2 separate regions of the Oryctolagus cuniculus genome follow, and region 1 is linked to region 2. The links are chromatin contacts, called in public Hi-C maps. All regions are on one chromosome and are shown on one strand. The core of a region is the stretch at or near the end of the contact, and the rest is flanking DNA. Distances in the headings are between cores, read along the strand shown.

Evidence for each region. Hi-C and Micro-C count contacts between places; a contact is called where the count stands out from the background.
Region 1: a Hi-C map of psoas muscle shows a contact between it and region 2, with 2.1 times the contacts expected there. The contact joins the promoter of LOC138849401 here to the enhancer-like site in region 2. A contact is called at or near these places in 2 of 6 Hi-C or Micro-C datasets (ear pinna and psoas muscle).

Annotation. Positions count from the first base shown.
Region 1 is chr4:160,428,341-160,431,776 of mOryCun1.1, forward strand. LOC138849401 (WAS/WASL-interacting protein family member 3-like) reads left to right here and starts at 1,621. Exons shown (of 3, transcript XM_070072876.1): 1 at 1,621-2,401. The coding sequence starts at 1,754. It overlaps THRB (thyroid hormone receptor beta), which reads right to left and starts at 2,621. Exons shown (of 10, transcript XM_017346748.3): 1 at 2,552-2,621.
Region 2 is chr4:160,354,397-160,358,151 of mOryCun1.1, forward strand. All of the region lies in intron 1 of THRB (thyroid hormone receptor beta), which reads right to left. Among named protein-coding and RNA genes, the nearest start is that of THRB, 75 kb to the right of the region's middle. Within about 2 kb of position 2,190, at least 1 of the 8 cell types and tissues checked has an H3K27ac peak or open chromatin away from gene starts, as enhancers often do.

The DNA.
Region 1 (3,436 bases), core at 371-2,870, 73 kb after region 2:
AGGTCTTTAAAAAGTGAATCTCACGCCTACCTCAGACCAAAGACCTGCTAAGTGGAAGAATTGATTTCCAATGTGTTTACTGATGGATCTAGACGTGCGTGGAGAGGGCAGGATGGCAGTCTGAACCTGGCTTTTCAGGTAACCGCTCTCTTCCTCCTCCGACTCACTTTACCAGTTGTTATGCTTCTAGACTCTTCTTTTAAAAATCTCGCGTTTGGCGGAAATCGCATGCTTTTTTAACCTTTCATTAATAATAACAACAACCACCCTTCGCGTTTCCTCCTCCGTGGAACAAATCAGAAGGCTTAAAATTAGCACTACGAATAATCTCACAATGGTCATTGGGAAGTCCTCCAACAAAAATGACAGCGGCAGCTCGCGAGGACGAAACGCAAGCTCCCCCGTGGCGAGCCCGTCCCTGAAGGCTGGGGGGCGCACAGCCGGCACGACCACCCGGAGGCCACCCGGAGGAAGAGGCGCCCGCCCCGGGTGGCTGCCCAAGCCGCCGCCGCTGTGTGTGCGTGAGGGGGCGGAGGGAGTGGAGTCGCCAGGCACCCGCGGCAGCGCACGCCAGCCTTCGGGATCCTTCTGCTTCCAAACCCCGAATGCCCGGCCAGGAGGGAAGGGTCGGGCGCACGAGGGTAGCTGCAGACTCACAGTCCCTTTAAACTGCCCCCCCACCCCACCCCCGAGCCTGCCAACCTTTTCCGAAGCCCCGCGTCCTACAACTTCCTCCTCATGGAAACTTCCACTGCGCTCGGCGCTGAGGATGCCAAACTCCATTTCACAAGGAGCCTGTCAACAACTGGGCTTGGGTCGCAGGCACAGAGCGGCTGCTATCCTAGGGGGCTCCGGCCACCCCGGCCCGCCGCTGCCCACGCCGCGGCTTCCCTGGCCGCCCCCGCCACCGCGAGCTGCCCGACGCGAGCCCGGGGGGCGCCTTCTCCAGACCCGGGCGCCGCAGCCCCGCGGAGCAGGTAGCGAGGGCGGCTGACACCCCGCCGCCCGCCCGCCCGCCCGTGCGCGCGCCCGCCCTTCAGGCTCCCGCAACGCCCGTCACCACCCCCGCCGGCCCTCCGGACAGCTGCAACTGTCGCCCCTCAGCCGCCGCCCCGACCCCTGCCGCCGCCTCCGCGCGCTCCTCTCGCCCAATTACCGGTGCCGTGGAGCCGGTGGGGTCGAGCGCCCCTGCCCGGGGAGGCAGCCTGCGGGCGTTTGCCCGAGCCCGGGAGCAGAAGGTCTCCTCTCCCAGCGCACTCACATTATTCATGCAAAGTTAATCCCCGCCGCGTCACGGCCGCCCGCCCGAGGATGTGCGCCTTCCTTGGCCAAGCCCCGCAGTCTCCACCCTCCTCCGCCCCCTCCTCCCGGCGGCGGGGTCCCGGGCAGCGCCGGCGACGGGGCGTCGCGCGACTCCTACAAAATGTCAACTCCCCGGGCGACGAGAGGCGGCCGCAGCCAGGGCCGCGCCGGCCCTCCCCGGCCACTCCACTTTTATAGGCGTAGCGAGCGAGTGCGGCCGGGATGCCCGAGTCTCCGCCTCTCCGAGCCCCCCGCGCGCGCGCCCGGCCCGCCCCGGCCCGCTTCGCGGCGGCGGCGCTGCCTTACTCCGGGCCCGGGGCGGCTGCTCCGCGCCGGATCTGCGAACCGGTGACCTGGATTCCCCTCCCGTCCTCCCGGCTGTCCGGTTCACGCGGCGGCGGCGGCGGCCAAGAGCAGGCAAACCGGGCTCCACCAGGGGCGCAGTGAGGAAATGGCCTCCTGGCCGCGCACCCCGCCGCTGCCGCCGCCGCCCCGGGCCACCGGGCCAGGACCGATGCTCCCCGCCCCCCCACTCCCCTCGCCTTTCCGAGGCCAGAGCTGCCCCATGCTCACCGCGCCTGTTTTGCGCACCCGGACCCCGGGCCCTGCGCCCCCGCCACCCCAGGGTCTGCCGCCTCCGCACCTGCTTTCCCAGGTGCGGCGCCCCCCCCCGCACCCCCGCCTCCGGCGTGCCCTCCCAGGGGTAGTGACGTCGCCATGGGTTGGGTGGCCTCGCGTCCACCCACCCGACTGCGTGCGCGCGGAGGTGCGCATTTGGGCGTCATTCCTCCAGTTGGAGACGTGGAGGGAACGGGGAGCGGGTGGCACGGGCTCGCGGGGGGCGACCTTCCGGGGCACGGCTGACAGCGCGGCCCGTGCCGCCGCACCGCTGCCTCCCGCGCCCCCGAACCACTTGTGGCGCGCGCGTGTCAGGACAGCGCGGCGCTCTGGCTCCTCCTGGGGCCGCCCGCCCGCCCGCCCGGCAGGCCGTCTGGCGGTTCTCTTTGCACCACCACCCGGAGAATGGAAGTTTGGAACGTGTCCGGCCGGCCCGGACAGGGGACGCCCTTCGTCCCTGCTGCGCACACGCTGGGGAGAGGTGTGTTCGGGGCCGGGTCCCTCCGCAGGTCCCTGGCGGGACGGCCCGGGAATTCGGCTCTGCCCTGTCAACGTACGCAGCAAACCCGGAAGACAAAACCGAGTGAGGCTTCTGGGCGAGTTCTGTCCCCGGAGAACGGGGGCCACCCACCTCCAGTCCTGAGGGCCCGAGTGGGCGGGGGGCGGCTTGGGAGGACGCAGGCGGCTCGCGACGTGAACGGCCAGACCTGGAGCCGTACTGCGCACCCAGGCTCCTGAAATGGGGGCGGTGGGAAGCTGCGGCGGCGACAGCCCCTTTGGGCGGCTGAGCACGTTTGTTTTCTTAGACAATATTGACACAACCCCGACCTCGTAACTCCGTATACACGCTTATTCGTGTGGCACAGTGTCATAGAGCCACGGCGGTTTGTAGCTTCCACCGTCCGGGGAGCGTTCTAGATCTCCGGCCGGGGACACGTGTTGTTTGGGTCCAGCGTCCCCTGAGCATCCCAGGGAAAGGGGCCGGAGGCTGCCGCCGACCCTGCAGACCGCAGGGCACAACCACAGCGGTGAACTCTCGCCGCCTCCTGCACGCGCAGGAGCTGGGAAGCAGGCTGCAACCCCCCCAGGCTCTCCCGCTACGGAAAGCAGCCTTTCTTATCGGGCTCCCCGGATCCAGTGCTCCTTGGGTTCTTCCAGAGAGCCCAGAATAAGGCGGCACCCCAGGACTGGCGAGCGCCACGATTCTCCTAGGCAGAGAAGTTTGCTGGGCTTTGCTCCAAAGCTGCCCCGGGGTGTTTTCGGTTGATTAGGAGGGAAGCTGTGCAGGCTACACCACTTCTTCCAAAAAGGCGGCCCCCTGGTGGCTAACGGTGGGTGGAAAAGCTGTGGCCGAGGAGGAAGAGGCCCGGGGCAGGTGGGCCGTGACCGTGAACCAGCAGGATCTTCCTGCCTTGCAGGGACCACGGTGCTTTGTGGTCTTCTGCAAACCTTGAAAGGAGGGAGAGAAGTGGTCACGCAAGGCCTCCTTGGAGACAGGCCCTAAAGTCTGCTGGTT
Region 2 (3,755 bases), core at 940-3,439:
CAAAATGAGAATAGTAATAGATGTTATCCACCAGGGTGGTTGTAAAGATTACATGAGCGAAGATTTCGTATATGATGATCTGTCTGTCTATCTACCTATCTGGCAGGCAGTAAGCACTATGTTTTAGCACAGTAATAATTATCATGAAAACAGAACTTGCCTATGATGTGCTGTCTTAACTGCAGTCCCCCAAAAAACACCAGTGAGGGCTATACCTGCTGGAGAGGCCACCAGTCTTGGTAGTTGTGCAAAACTGTGCTGAATCTCCACCAACGAAAGGCTGTATTCTGGAAATGAGTTTCTGAATAAAGTGTTGGCATCAATTTGCTTCTTGGTAATTCTCCTCTTTCTACTACATGCAGAGTGCTGGAAAACCAATCTGGTTTTTGGTGGCTGGATACTGACTGCAAAGCTAACCCTGTGAATTGATTGCATGCCTCCAACCCAGGAACGCCTCTTCAGCAGACAACCCACAAAAGGATGGTATCCAAGGTGCCCGGGGCAGGGCTGCACCAGGTTTGCTCTCATGAAACAGAACATCAAACTGATTTTGAGATTCACTGTCTACAGTTAGGTCAACTCAATTCTGTGTTCTCTCATCTATGCCCTGTGTCAGCTAACTGGGACATCTTTGGTGTGAACTCCTAATATGAATCATAACTAATAGAGAAGATGATTAAAAGAATCTCTCAGCATTTTGGTCATTTGATCAGATAAAACTCCCACTTTTGTCCCTGTGATTTAGGCTGCAAAAAAGAAAACACACCCATACGGAATACGCTTATGAATCAGAAACCAAACCAGTGCCCAAAATACAAATCAAAAACACTGTCTAGAACAACAGGCCTCAACTAATGAATTAAAATGATTGCTGGTTTCTTTAAAATATTAAGCCCATCGATGCTTGCCAAAAACCCCTTGGCTAGCTGAGGGATTCAAACTGCATTGTTCAGCTGGAGTTTGAAATCCTTCCATTCATCACTGACATGTGAGAGACAAGACAAGGTTTTTGACAAAAAGGGGATGAGGCGCCAGATGGTTTCCATCTGTATCTCCATTGATTGTACAATGAAAACCCACCTTCCCTAATCAGAAGGCTGTGCAATACATGGAAAATGAATACCCAGTGTTTTTAAAGAAGCATAATCGCCCCTTCCCAACCATAGATGTATAAATATTAATGAACACAATCTGGTTCTAAGCAAATTTAGCATGAACTTTTAGCAACCCTCCCCTGACAACTTCCTCCCTTTTTAACTGAATTAAGCTTCTCAATTCTGTGATTAAAAATAGCAAACCCTGCACTGAAATTGGATCTGCGATGGAGGAAAACCTCTCCCTTCCAGCTAGTAACCAGTTAACACAGTTCACACCATTGTGCATTTTTATCACCATATAAGGATCATAGTTTGAGTGATGGTTCGCAAACGCGAATAGTGAGAGATGGAGTCAATACAAATAGGCAGGGAATTGATTACTAACCTATCAGTTATGCCAAGCCTAGTTCCAAAGAACTTGAGCAAATATAGAGATCATTATAAGCAATCCTTGGAGAGAGTTAAGCAACTTAATTTCTGCAAATTCCTAAACTGCATCATATGGTGACCCTTAATTTTAACTTTCCTGCAAACTAATAGTATTGTGATAGTTTTGATTACTAATATTCAAAAGAAAACATCGGATGCTTTTCTGGAATAGTTGAACCTGAACCATTACTACAACAATATCTCTAACCAAGAAGACTTTATTAACCCTCTTCTTTCTTGGCTCACTCACTGGTTTTCCTCAGAAATATAAGGGACTTCGATGCGAACATTTCCATTAATTCCTTCCTTTGCTTGCTTTTCTTTTAGTTCAAACAAGGAAGGTTTGCATACTTGCTCTGGCTTATGTCTTTAATCTGTTGAAGCAATTCCATGTTTTCACCACTAAGAGCTCCCTGTGGACCAAAGTGGTCAGAATCTTAAACTGAAAAATGTCAAATGGGTCCAAAGATAATATGAGAAATTAAATCCATACACTCGGCTTTAGTCTTCATGTGACTGGAAGAAATGAATCTCTTTTTTCCTTCTTACTCAAAGGTCTTGTTCTCATTCTGTCATAAACAGATGTTTATTGAGTACCTACTGTGTGTGTGGTATTGGGGAAGGCACTAAAGATGAAAATGACAGAGTGCTGCTATTCTCAGGCACAGATGTTATTTCAGAGCTGTCCTTTGGTATGGGGTAAAGAATGTTCTTTGCCATATGATAGCAGTTGTGGACAGAGTTCCTAGGTGTCCCCATTTGAGGTGACCAAAACCTCTCTAAGCCCCAGATTCCCTTTTGGGGAAATGCTTAGTGGGATCCTTTGGCAGGGTCACCTGTTTAAGGTTCAGCTTTTTTTTTTTTTTTTTTTTTTTTTGACAGGCAGAGTGGACAGTGAGAGAGAGAGACAGAGAGAAAGGTCTTCCTTTGCCGTTGGTTCACCCTCCAATGGCTGCCGCGGCCGGCGCACCGCGCTGATCTGATGGCAGGAGCCAGGTACTTCTCCTGGTCTCCCATGGGGTGCAGGGCCCAAGCACTTGGGCCATCCTCCACTGCACTCCCTGGCCACAGCAGAGAGCTGGCCTGGAAGAGGGGCAATCGGGATAGAATCCGGCGCCCCGACCGGGACTAGAACCCGGTGTGCTGGTGCCGCAAGGCAGAGGATTAGCCTACTGAGCCGTGGCACTGGCCATGGTTCAGCTTTACCATGTCTTGACAAGTTTCTTTTCCTCTCTCTCTCTCTCTCTCTCTCTCTTTTTTTTTTTTTGTGACATTTCCTAGCCCAATCTGGTGGTCAGCAGCATGAACAGATGCCAGAATAACATCTAAAAGGCTGGAGCAAAGGATGAGCTAACGCTTCCAAAGCAAATGCTGAGCTTATCAAAATGCATTTTTGGTGGTGTTCAGGGCAAGGACAGGAAGGGCAGGACATGGGGCTTGAGACGGATGGTGCAACGTTAGCACTTGACAAAGGGGAAGGAAACCAACATCTTCTCTGCATTCTTTTGTAATTATCACCAACTAGAATGATCTTCAAACTGCAGAGAGGAGATCTGAAATGGTTAATTTTAGTAGTAGACTGAAAAAAAAAGTGAAGATTGAAAGTGGGAACTGAAATATGGCTGAGACTCTAGGCTTAGGCACATTGGATGATCGGAAGTAACAGAGGAAAAACAAACAAGCAGTAATAAAATCAGCTTTTTTGTTTCATATATGAAAAAAGTAAATTTTCTCCTGATTATCAAAAATGGGATCTGGGACAGTGTGTGTGTGTGTGTGTGGGGGGGGTGATGGGGGGGCAGCTATGGAAATCAATACCATATCCTTAGAAACAGAAATTTTAGAAGTCATTTAAAATATGAGGTTTATGAGTAACATTAAAAGACAGTGCTAAAGTAGTCAACAAGGGGTTGGGGAGGAGACACAAATAAATGTGTAATATATAATACATGAGAAGTGATATTTGAAATATGATATATTATGTGATACATTATACACATACACACACACACACATCTCAAGGTGTACAAATGGCATACATTTATTTCAGCAAGATGCCTGACCATGTCTTGCAAGATATCCTTAGGGTAAGATGGCAGAATATGACCTGAATGACATACAAGGAATGGATGAGTTGAACATTGTTAATTAATCAATTTTAGTTGGAAGATGGAATGTAGAAATGGGCCTCTGAGTTCACTCCTATCAAGAACTTCATTGCAGTTGGAG